Linked DNA regions of Triticum aestivum: region 1 is linked to region 2. The links are chromatin contacts, called in public Hi-C maps. All regions are on one chromosome and are shown on one strand. The core of a region is the stretch at or near the end of the contact, and the rest is flanking DNA. Distances in the headings are between cores, read along the strand shown. Region 1 holds the start of LOC123136737 (protein ABHD18). Region 2 holds the start of LOC123136736.

Evidence for each region. A called contact is a pair of places that touch in the nucleus more often than the background predicts.
Region 1: a contact with region 2 is called in a Hi-C map of leaf, with 5 times the contacts expected there. The contact joins the promoter of LOC123136737 here to the promoter of LOC123136736 in region 2. A contact is called at or near these places in 2 of 5 Hi-C or Micro-C datasets (both in leaf).

The regions. Positions count from the first base shown.
Region 1 is chr6B:233,721,402-233,726,800 of IWGSC CS RefSeq v2.1, reverse strand. It overlaps LOC123136737 (protein ABHD18), which reads right to left and starts at 2,943. Exons shown (of 6, transcript XM_044556224.1): 1 at 2,752-2,943; 2 at 1,549-1,997; 3 at 927-1,011; 4 at 672-841; 5 at 248-476. The coding sequence starts at 1,924.
Region 2 is chr6B:233,360,417-233,365,512 of IWGSC CS RefSeq v2.1, reverse strand. LOC123136736 reads left to right here and starts at 1,707. Exons shown (of 12, transcript XM_044556219.1): 1 at 1,707-2,775; 2 at 2,874-3,076; 3 at 3,235-3,432; 4 at 3,531-3,602; 5 at 4,230-4,325; 6 at 4,800-4,879; 7 at 4,974-5,049. The coding sequence starts at 2,202.

The sequences.
Region 1 (5,399 bases), core at 1,694-4,193, 360 kb before region 2:
TGTAAATAATGCAAGCTGATTGTGAGATGGTACTCTGTAAGAAATCTACCTAGCAGGTTGAAAGAAGATGACCCAGGTGGCGTTATATATATATATATATATATATATATATATATATATATATATATATATATATAATATGGTACAAAACAGGTGAGTGGCACTAACCGTCGCACCAACAAAAATGACAGCCTGTGGATTCTTTGGTAGGGGAAATCGAGTGACGTCCGTCAGAGACAGCACTGACCGTAATCTGTCTTTTACTTGCTCAATGGTGATTCCGGATGCCGCATCTTCGGTCAAAGAAGTTGCATCTTTAGCTAATGCTGCTGCATCTTCTCTCAGAGCTTCCCAAGCTGTGGCATGTCTGTAAAGTCCTTCACAGAAAGGTACCACAGCAGAATGTGGAGCAAGAAATGGTAGTGTGGCAATTGGCGTAGGATGCAAGGATCCAACCATTGCAGCATGTACACCGCCTGTTATTAACAAATAATGCTTATGAAAACAACTGGCAAAATATTTCATAAATAAGGAATTCCTATATGGTCTCAGAATAAAGTTCTTGAAATAAACACAATACTAATATTTTCATATGACATTTTTTCTAATGAAACTAAGACAAAATAATGGAGACAAGCAAGGACTCCTTTTTTAATGAGAGAAGTACATACCCATGCTGAGCCCACATATGCCCATCTTGCCATAACCAGCCTCAGCCTGCAACCAGTATAAGAGGCTGCGAGCTTCATCAATAGTGGCTTTTCCTAAGAGTAGCAAGTCACTCACACATTGAAGCTTGGCCCCATGCTGCATGCTAGGACGTCGTTGTCCATAATAGGGGCTGCATTTCATTTGAGATATCAGTTCTTGCCAGGAAGATTGAGAATCGACAAAAATGCAAGGTACCCCTATTGTACAAACCTCACCTCTCAAGAACCATGGTTGCAATATTGTCCTTCAAAAGAGGTGCACCAAGCCGGAGCCTTCTCTCAAATGAGTGATCACCGGTGCCTAAAATATTGAAGAAAGTCTTAACTCGATTCACTAAATGTGGGTCCCTGGTTAAAAGGGGGGAGAACTGGAGATCATCTCAGGTAATAAGAAAACAATCGTAGTGAGAACTTTCAAGAAAAACATAGCATCAACACAATCATGCTTGTTAGTGGAAAACACGTTACATTATGAAACCAGAAATTCTAAAACTCTCACCATTTTATTCAAATAGTAGATGGAAAGTTGAATTGCTGCATTTTAGAAGCCTACTGATTCTGGTCTGAAATGAGGCGACAAAGCTAAATGAATCAACACGCAAAGCTCTCACGTTTTCCGGATATTTTTTTTTTACAAAGCTAAATGTCACCAAACTACATAGGCATAAAATACCATTGATCCGTTCAACCAGTAATATCTAAATGTCAAAGGCCTATAGGAATATATACACCGGTTTATAGATCCCGCCAAACATTAATTCAAAGATGAAGAAGATTTATCTAACTAGATGATAATGGCACACCATGATAGAGTAAGATCGAGTTACAAAGTTTGTACCTGCCAGATGGACCACGCAAGCCATCTTCTCTGGTGAGACATCCTTGGGTGTAAGAAAAGCGACTCTTGCATTGTGGCTCTCAGGAGGCAATGCATCAATGAGTCTCTCATCACATGTTGTCCGGAAAACACCCTCTCGAAGACAAGAGTTCTTTGTCTCCCAAACTGTTTTCCATTTAGGCTGCACAGCAGTTGGTGGCCAGTTCTGGCAAGGTGCTTCGGGGAAAAGCTGCTTCACCATCCTCTCTAACAAATCAAGTTTGGTACCTCCCCATCCCTTTGAGAAAAATGGTGTTCCTAATTTCGTGCGATGAAGGAGAGTTCCATATATATGGTCCAATACATAATGTACTAACCCAACATTCACTGATACCATATTCAAGAATGTCTGATTAAAGTTGATTACTCAGACTTTACCACAAATTACAACCACAAACACTGGCAAATGCCTGCACCAACAAAATTCAAAAAATTGTCCACGTCAGCATATTCCGAGAAGTACGACATAACAGGAACTTAACAATTAAAGCAGGAGAATGGTTTCCAGCATTAACTGAAAGCAAGAATAAAATGAAGCAAGACCACTAGTTTAAATTTTTGGATACAATGCATAGCCCACTAGAAACACAACTATGGAAGGAATCCCCCAGAGCAATGCAGCATCATGCCATTAGACATTGAGATTCAAGGACCACAACCACATTACACAAACCCAAATCAACTAAAAGCAGCATGTCCGCCAAAGGAACGGACCTAATCGAGGCAGATCTGTAAGATAATTACTCGAGGCCTTCGACAGGGCAGACACCTGACAACGCCCAATGCAGGCAAATCCAGGCGCGCTCTACGGCGTCACATCTAATAAGTATCCAAGCCAGGAATCCAGCTGGCTGTCAACGCCGCAATGCCCGAACCGACCAGGCAGACGCCGAGTCTCTTAAGAAGCACGACGGGCGGTTCGGACAGCGCACCTGCCTAATCCGTGGCGGACGGGAGCCAGCGACGACGGCGGCGGGACGCCAAGAGACCACGGGAGGGCCGCTCGTGCGCGGGAGGGATCGGCACAATCCGGACCGAGATCCACGGGAGGGGGAGAGAGAGAGAGAGAGGTGGAGGCCGCGAGAGAAGCGGTCGCGAGGAAGGGGGGCAGATGGAGGAGGAGGAGGAGGCGAGGCCCGCGCGCGGTGACGCGCCGTGAATTACCTCGTTGGATCCGCGGCGCCGCGGGGAAGGCGGCGCGGGGATCGCTGGCGTGGGGATTCTCGCCGGGTGTGGGTTGTGGGACGGAGGCCGGAGATTTGGAACGAGTTCTTTTTGGTTGCGTTGTCGGGCGCGCGCGAGCGGGGAGAAAGGTATCGTACACGGTGGGCGACGGCCGCGGGGACCCGCACGCGGTTTTGGATCAGGACATCGAGGCGGATAAGGTACGCGGAGCGGATGATGTGCGCATACAACACGAGTTCTTGTTTTTTTCTTTGAGTAAAATTCATTAGCGGTACTTCAACTTGCGCCCGCCGTCATTTTGATCACTGTACACAGAAACTCACGCAATATGATCACTGTGTACGATGTGACGTGAAAATATGGTTACTGTGCACCATAGACTGCTCGTACGCCGCATATTTGACCATTCCACGAGCTCCACGTAGGTGGGCAGAGGATTTATGTTATTGCGGGAGGGCGTATTTGCAAAAAAAAAAAACGGCCAGCTATAATCCCCAATTCTCCCCCTTCAAATCCTTATTCGCCGCACGCCCCATCCTGTCATCGACGTCGCGTGCCCATCGTCCTCGCCCCCGACGACGACTTCACCATGTCTTCCGCTAGTTCTGTTCGGTCAGGTCTCCGCGGCCGGACAGCGGTGGTGCCGCTCATCCCATGTCCTCATCGCCCGTTGTCGGTGTCAAAACCGGCGGATCTCGGGTAGGGGGTCCCGAACTGTGCGTCTAGGCGGATGGTAACAGGAGACAAGGGACACGATGTTGTTACCCAGGTTCGGGCCCTCTCGATGGAGGTAAAACCCTACTCCTGCTTGATTGATATTGATGATATGGGTAGTACAAGAGTGGATCTACCACGAGATCAAGGAGGCTAAACCCTAGAAGCTAGCCTATGGTATGATTGTTGTAATGGTTGTTTGTCCTACGGACTAAAACCCTCCGGTTTATATAGACACCGGAGAGGGCTAGGGTTACACAGAGTCGGTTACAATGGTAGGAGATCTACATATCCGTATCGTCAAGCTTGCCTTCCACACCAAGGAAAGTTCCATCCGGACACGGGACGAAGTCTTCAATCTTGTATCTTCATAGTCTTGGAGTCCGGCCGATGATGATAGTCCGGCTATCCGGACACCCCCTAGTCCAGGACTCCCTCAGTAGCCACTAAACCAGGCTTCAATGACGATGAGTCCGGCGCGCATATTGTTCGGCATTGCAAGGCGGGTTCCTCCTCCGAATAATTTATAGAAGATTGCGAACACCAGGATAGTGTCCGGCTCTGCAAAATAGATTCCACATTCCACCGTAGAGAGAATAATATGTACACAAGTTCAATCTACTGACGTATTTTGTGGCATGACGTCACACCACCACCAAGCCTTTACTTGAATCGTTTTTTATTATACCACCTCAGCGCGTTTAGCGAAGCGGTTTCCTTGGCACATCTTGTCGAAGCAGAGATCGTGTTCCCCTTATTCCGGGATTCCCATCAATACGGACGTGGGTAACCCAACCGTGCTCGTTGCCACGCCTCCTCTATCGAAGGTGAGTCCCAAACGGTCACGGGGACGGCTCTTGGTATTCTCCCTCTTTATAATGAGACCAAGGCTCGTTTCTTTTCTTCAATCCTCAATCGAATCTACCCCTCGCCCCGAGTTCCAACACCCAGAGCCCTAGATTCGAGCGCTTCGGACCTTCAACAATGTCCGGCTCCGACCTTTAGGGCCGGTGGATGCCCTCCTCCGTCACGGAGGAGGACGTGCTAAAGCTGCGAGAAGCCAGGTACCTGACCTGCGAGATTTCGCATAGGTTGCCCGCCAAAGGGCAAGTAATTCCTACTCCCGAGCCCGGCGAGAGCGTCGTGTTCGTGTCCCACCTCCGTCGGGGTTTAGACTTCCCGACGGATCCTTTTGTGAGAGGGCTCATGTTTTACTATGGGCTGGAATTCCATGACCTGACTCCGGAGTCTATCCTCCACATCTCATCATTCATCGTCGTCTGCGAAGCCTTCCTCCGCACTACTCCCCACTTCGGTTTGTGGCTCAAGACCTTCAACGTGGAGCCGAAGATGATCGATGGGCGTCAAGCTGAGTGCGGCGGGGCGGTTGTAAGGAGAAGGGCCGATGCTCCATGGCCCAAGGGCTCCTTCCAGGAGGAGCTCGGCTTGTGGCAACAGGAGTGGTTCTATATTACCGCTCCTAGGGGCAGCAAGCAGAAGCTGATGCCCATCTTTCGCTCGGGCCCTCCACAGCGACTGATGTCGTGGGTCAACCAAGGGCTCAACTGGGGGCCGTCAAAGGATGTACCCCTATTGCAGGGCCGGATTCGAGACCTCCAAAAGAGGGAGATCAATCTGGTCATGGTGATGCAGGTTATGCTGATTCGGCGTCTTCTGCCCTGCAAGCGTCGCCCCCTCCGCCTATGGGAATTCAATCTAGAGGGGCCATGAGCTCTCCAACACTTCATGGGTACAACACCCGTGGAGATGTATAAATTGTTCTTCGGATCACAAGATATGTGTCCGGAATTGACCGAGGATTCCGGCCTAAGCTGCAATCACGCCCGGATGCTCAGGTAAGTGGCCCTTCGTCCGGACACACCGTTTGTTTGCGCCTTCTTGAATTTGCCTTT
Region 2 (5,096 bases), core at 458-2,957:
TAAACAATGGACCATAGCGGATCAAAGGTCTCCTAGCACGACAGACAACTCTCTGGTGCATGAACATGACCCATGCCTGAATCACACTAATCAGTGTTGCTGCCTGAATTATCAGCCTCATCCATGCGTCCATAACCTAGACGATATCGACAATTCGTCCAGTGCGTAATCGATCCTACACCTAGCCTAACGGCCTAACCACCGACCTAACAAAGGGGGGAGGGGGTGCTGCTTACCGGCATCGGAGACGAGGACGTCTTAGGGGGGGCCATGGCACAGACAAGGTCGACTAGACGGTGGCCAACAGCAAGGGGAGTACCAGATCCGCCGCAAACTCCGCCGCCTCTTCCGCCGCCGCCGCCCCCTCTAGCGCAGATCTGAAATCGCAGCGGCCGACGGCGGTGAGGCAGTAGGGAAGAAAGGGGGGTAGTGCCTATGGGTGAGCGAGTGAAAGGGGGTGAGGCCAGATTTCCATCTCGCGCCATCCCCTCTCGCCCTCGCCTCGCACGCGCCCATGCGACCTCGCGCCGCACTCAGCCTGACTCGCGAGAAACTGTCGATCCAAGCGTTTCCAGCGAGCCAGGCTGTGGGCTGCTTTGAGAAGCGTGCGATGCAGGGCCAACAGTGAAACCAGGCAAGCAAACATGCCTCTTCCTTCCCGCGCGGGCCTGGTTGGGCTCGATGCGGGCAACCAAACACGCCCTAGGAGAGACACTGGCTTGATTGCTGATAGCATGTGGCGGACCCCCTACCTGAGGTCTGCCGGCTTTTGTACCGACACTCGTGTTGCACAAACACTAGGAGAGACACTAACTTGATTGCTGATAGCATGTGGCGGATCATGACAACATGTGGTATCTTGCACAACATGATCATCGAGGACGAGAGGGATGACCCGGAAAACTTACGGTTCCTCTACAATGGTGTCATGGTGGAGTCAAAACGTCGCCGAAATAGTACCCATGCATTCCTTTAAGCTCACCGAAGGATCAAAAAGCTCACAAGCAACTTTAAGAAGATCTTGTTGAGCACCGTTGGCACTTCATAGCACTTGATTCTAGTGTTTTTACCATGTTTTAGTTGGATTGTTAGTTCATTTGGACCGCATGTTGTGTTTCAATCTCAATGGTTAAGTTTAAAAACCTTAAATTTTGATATGTACTTGAAGTGTGTGTACTTGAATTCTCAAGTTTTGAATTAACATGGTTGTGGCAATATATGTTGAGACGAAGCCTGTGTGCAAAAATGGGAATTGAAGGGTGGGATAGGACGGGTAATTGAATTACGGGGATGGGCTAGAAATGCCCTTAGGTCTATTCCGAACCTAAGTTTGGTTCATGCCTGCTGAGTTGGAAATTCGAGAACAGAAATCGCGGTGCGGATGCCGTCCCGGCTGTATCGTGTGTCGATCGATCCTAAGCGCAACCACCATACTGGCTAGTTCCGGCGAGCTGAGGTCACAACAAAGATGCTCATCCAATATGGTAAACGGCAGTTGCAGTGGAGTGTTCCTCCTTCCGTGTGCTGGAGCCACTCTGGTCTGGGCTCAGTCTGGAAATCCAAGAACAGAAATAGATGATGATTCCTGGCGCGGCGTGCGTCCGTCCGTCCGTCCGTCTTGTACCGCCATCGATCCGCGACGCTGCTGAGGTACACATGGACGCGCCAACGGCCGCCGTTGCTGATCCAGACGCTGAGGTACTGGCTAGTACTAGATCACATCGTTTTCCAACGAACGCTCCGACGTGTAAGCAAGCGACGCTGCCGTCCCGTCCGTCACCCGGTCCATTCCCGTCCATGGTTGCGGCCCTTTGGGTGCAAGACTGCCTCCCCTCGACGCGCGTTTCTTGCGTCTCCTCCCCGCCGATCCGTCCCCGCGCACGCACCGCAGCAAACCAAAAAAGAGCCGCGATTTTTCCCAAAGAAGAATCCCCCTTCCTGTTCTTCGCCGACCGAGATCGCCACCCGCCCACCTTCTGTGGTCGCACCGGTCGCCATCCTCTCCGAGCTCTCGGAGTGCGTTGTCGCCGTCGCGTCGCTTGCGAGCCTGTTGCTTCACCCTCTCGCCTTGCTCCGGCTATAATTGAAGGTCTGGGGATTCTTGGAGGCTCTCCTTGCCCTATATTATGCGCCGGGCGGTGGCAGTCGAGCGTTGACGGCTAAGAAGTGACTGGTGAGTGAATTCTTAGGGGGGGACGGGAATGGCGCGAGGCGTGGCGGCAGCGGTGGCGGCGTTGGGGGTCGTGGCGGTGCTCTTGACCGCCGCCGCGGCGAAGGTCTGCACGAACACGTTCCCGTCGTCGGATTCGGTGGCGACCCACGCGGAGCGCGCGGCGGGGCAGCTGCGGCTGCCTGCCGGCCCCGCCGCCCGTGGCCACGGGCACGGGCACGACCACGAGCAGCACCTCACCCCGACCGACGAGTCCGCCTGGATGGAGCTCATGCCGCGGAGGCTCCTAGGCGGCGGCGGCGGCAGCACCCCGCCGCGCGAGGCGTTCGACTGGCTGATGCTCTATCGCAAGCTCCGGGGCGGCGGCGCCGCCGCCGTGGACGGCCCCGCGGGTCCGTTCCTCTCGGAGGCGTCGCTGCACGACGTGCGGCTCCAGCCGGGGACCGTGTACTGGCAGGCCCAGCAGACCAACCTGGAGTACCTGCTCCTCCTGGACGCCGACCGCCTCGTCTGGAGCTTCCGCACGCAGGCCGGCCTGACGGCGACCGGCACGCCCTACGGCGGGTGGGAGGGGCCCAACGTCGAGCTCCGGGGACACTTCGTCGGTGCGCCGCCGCCACAATCTTTCCCTGCTCATTCGCACATGCCAGTCGCTCATCTCAACTGAACTTCTTTTGGCCTGACGCTGTTCTTTGCATTGCAGGGCACTACCTGAGCGCCACGGCCAAGATGTGGGCGAGTACGCACAATGACACCCTCCGTGCCAAGATGTCGTCCGTCGTCGACGTGCTATACGACTGCCAGAAGAAGATGGGCACAGGGTACCTGTCGGCCTTCCCGTCGGAGTTCTTCGACCGCGCTGAGGCCCTCACTACTGTTTGGGCTCCTTACTACACAATTCACAAGGTATACAAAATGTTTTAGTCTCTACTCCTTCAACATGTAAATCATTGTGTTGAGTTGTGATCTGGATTCTGTGATCCGTATCCCGTGTTCTGTACTTCTATTCTGTGTGATTCTCTAATGCATTGTCTTGCTGCGTCTGCAATTTTTTTGGTTTGTAGATTATGCAAGGGCTTCTTGATCAGTATACAGTGGCTGGAAACTCCAAGGCCCTTGAGATGGTTGTGGAGATGGCTAACTACTTCAGTGACCGGGTGAAGAATGTCATTCAGAAATACAGCATCGAGAGGCACTGGGCATCGCTCAATGAGGAGACTGGGGGCATGAATGACGTGCTATACCAGCTCTACACAATAACGGTGATTCACTGATTATGTGTAGTTTGTCATCTGCTTTACTATTTTAAAAGTATGTTTTGAATGGAGTTCAGAGTTGCTTATTTCTCTAACTTGGACAGGATGATCTGAAGCATTTGACTCTGGCCCACCTCTTTGACAAACCGTGCTTTCTCGGTCTGCTTGCAGTCCAGGTCTGCTCCCTTGATTCCCTAGCCCTGACTCCTCTGATAATTCAGCATCATCAAGTAATGAATGATAGTAGTTCATCATAATCCAGTGAATTGAAACCTCTTGTCTGGTTTACACCTCTTACCATCTCTATTTTACATCATAAATTACTATGTCATATATTTGTGAGTTTGTGTTCAGTTTAATGTATTGGTGTGTATATACCAACAACAACAACAAAGCCTTTAGTCCCAAACAAGTTGGGGCAGGCTAGAGGTGAAACCCATAAGATCTCGCGACCAACTCATGGCTCTGGCACATGGATAGCAAGCTTCCACGCACCCCTGTCCATAGCTAGTTCTTTGGTGATACTCCAATCCTTCAGGTCTCTCTTAACGGACTCCTCCCATGTCAAATTCGGTCTACCCCAACCTCTCTTGACATTCTCCGCACGCTTTAGCCGTCCGCTATGCACTGGACCGGTGTATATATACCAAATACAATGTAAATTATGTCACTCTTACAATTAAATGTGCATTGTAATATGTACAATTTAGTAAACTCACAGCTTTACAATGCGTACGTATAAGAACAGCATTCCTATTGCAGGAGTTCTTTGGGAGTAATTCTTTATGGTGTTTCGTTTTCAGGCTGACAGTATTTCAGGCTTCCATTCCAATACGCACATTCCAGTTGTCGTTGGTGCGCAAATGAGATATGAAGTTACCGGCGATGTTATTTACAAGGTACAAATCATGCTTTCTGAAGAGTAGAACTACTCATTAATGGGGAAAATTATATCCGGGGATATGGGTGTAAGTGTATAAAGTTAGCAGTTCAGATTACCATATTGGCTACTCTTTCAAAAAGGAAACAATGTCATTATTTCGCTTTTAATGTAGGCTCTTCAGCAATATTGGTAAACGTCCAAAGATATTTGATAGTTGGTATAGCTTTGTCTGGGGCAAAGAAGATATTTAGTGCAAAAACTGTGTTCTCTTGGTACCATTTCTTGGTGCGGAGAAAGGAATGCTAAACTAGGGTGCTCATTTTGTGGAAGTTATGCTGCTTTGCTTACTTCAGTTTTTCTTCTGTCCTCCTCATGCCAAAGATTGTGATTTGTATTTTACTGAAGTTGTGCCGCTTCCTTCTTTTCTCATTTTGACTCCATTCAAGTGAAGCTGCGTCAAAGCTGACCGTAATCCTAATTCCTGAAACAGCAAATTGCAACATCCTTTATGGACATGATAAATTCTTCTCATAGCTACGCAACTGGTGGGACATCTGCCGGCGAATTCTGGTTAACATATATAAAACTCTGGATGCCTAATATCAATAATGAATGGCCATAGTTACCTTCCAGGTAGAAGCTTATACCATTAATCTCTTTTCAGGTCTGATCCAAAGCGTTTAGCTGCGACTCTGAGTGCTGAAAACGCGGAATCTTGCACTACCTACAATATGCTCAAGGTATACAATTATGAAGCCATTCTCTGAAACATTTATTTTCTCCTCCA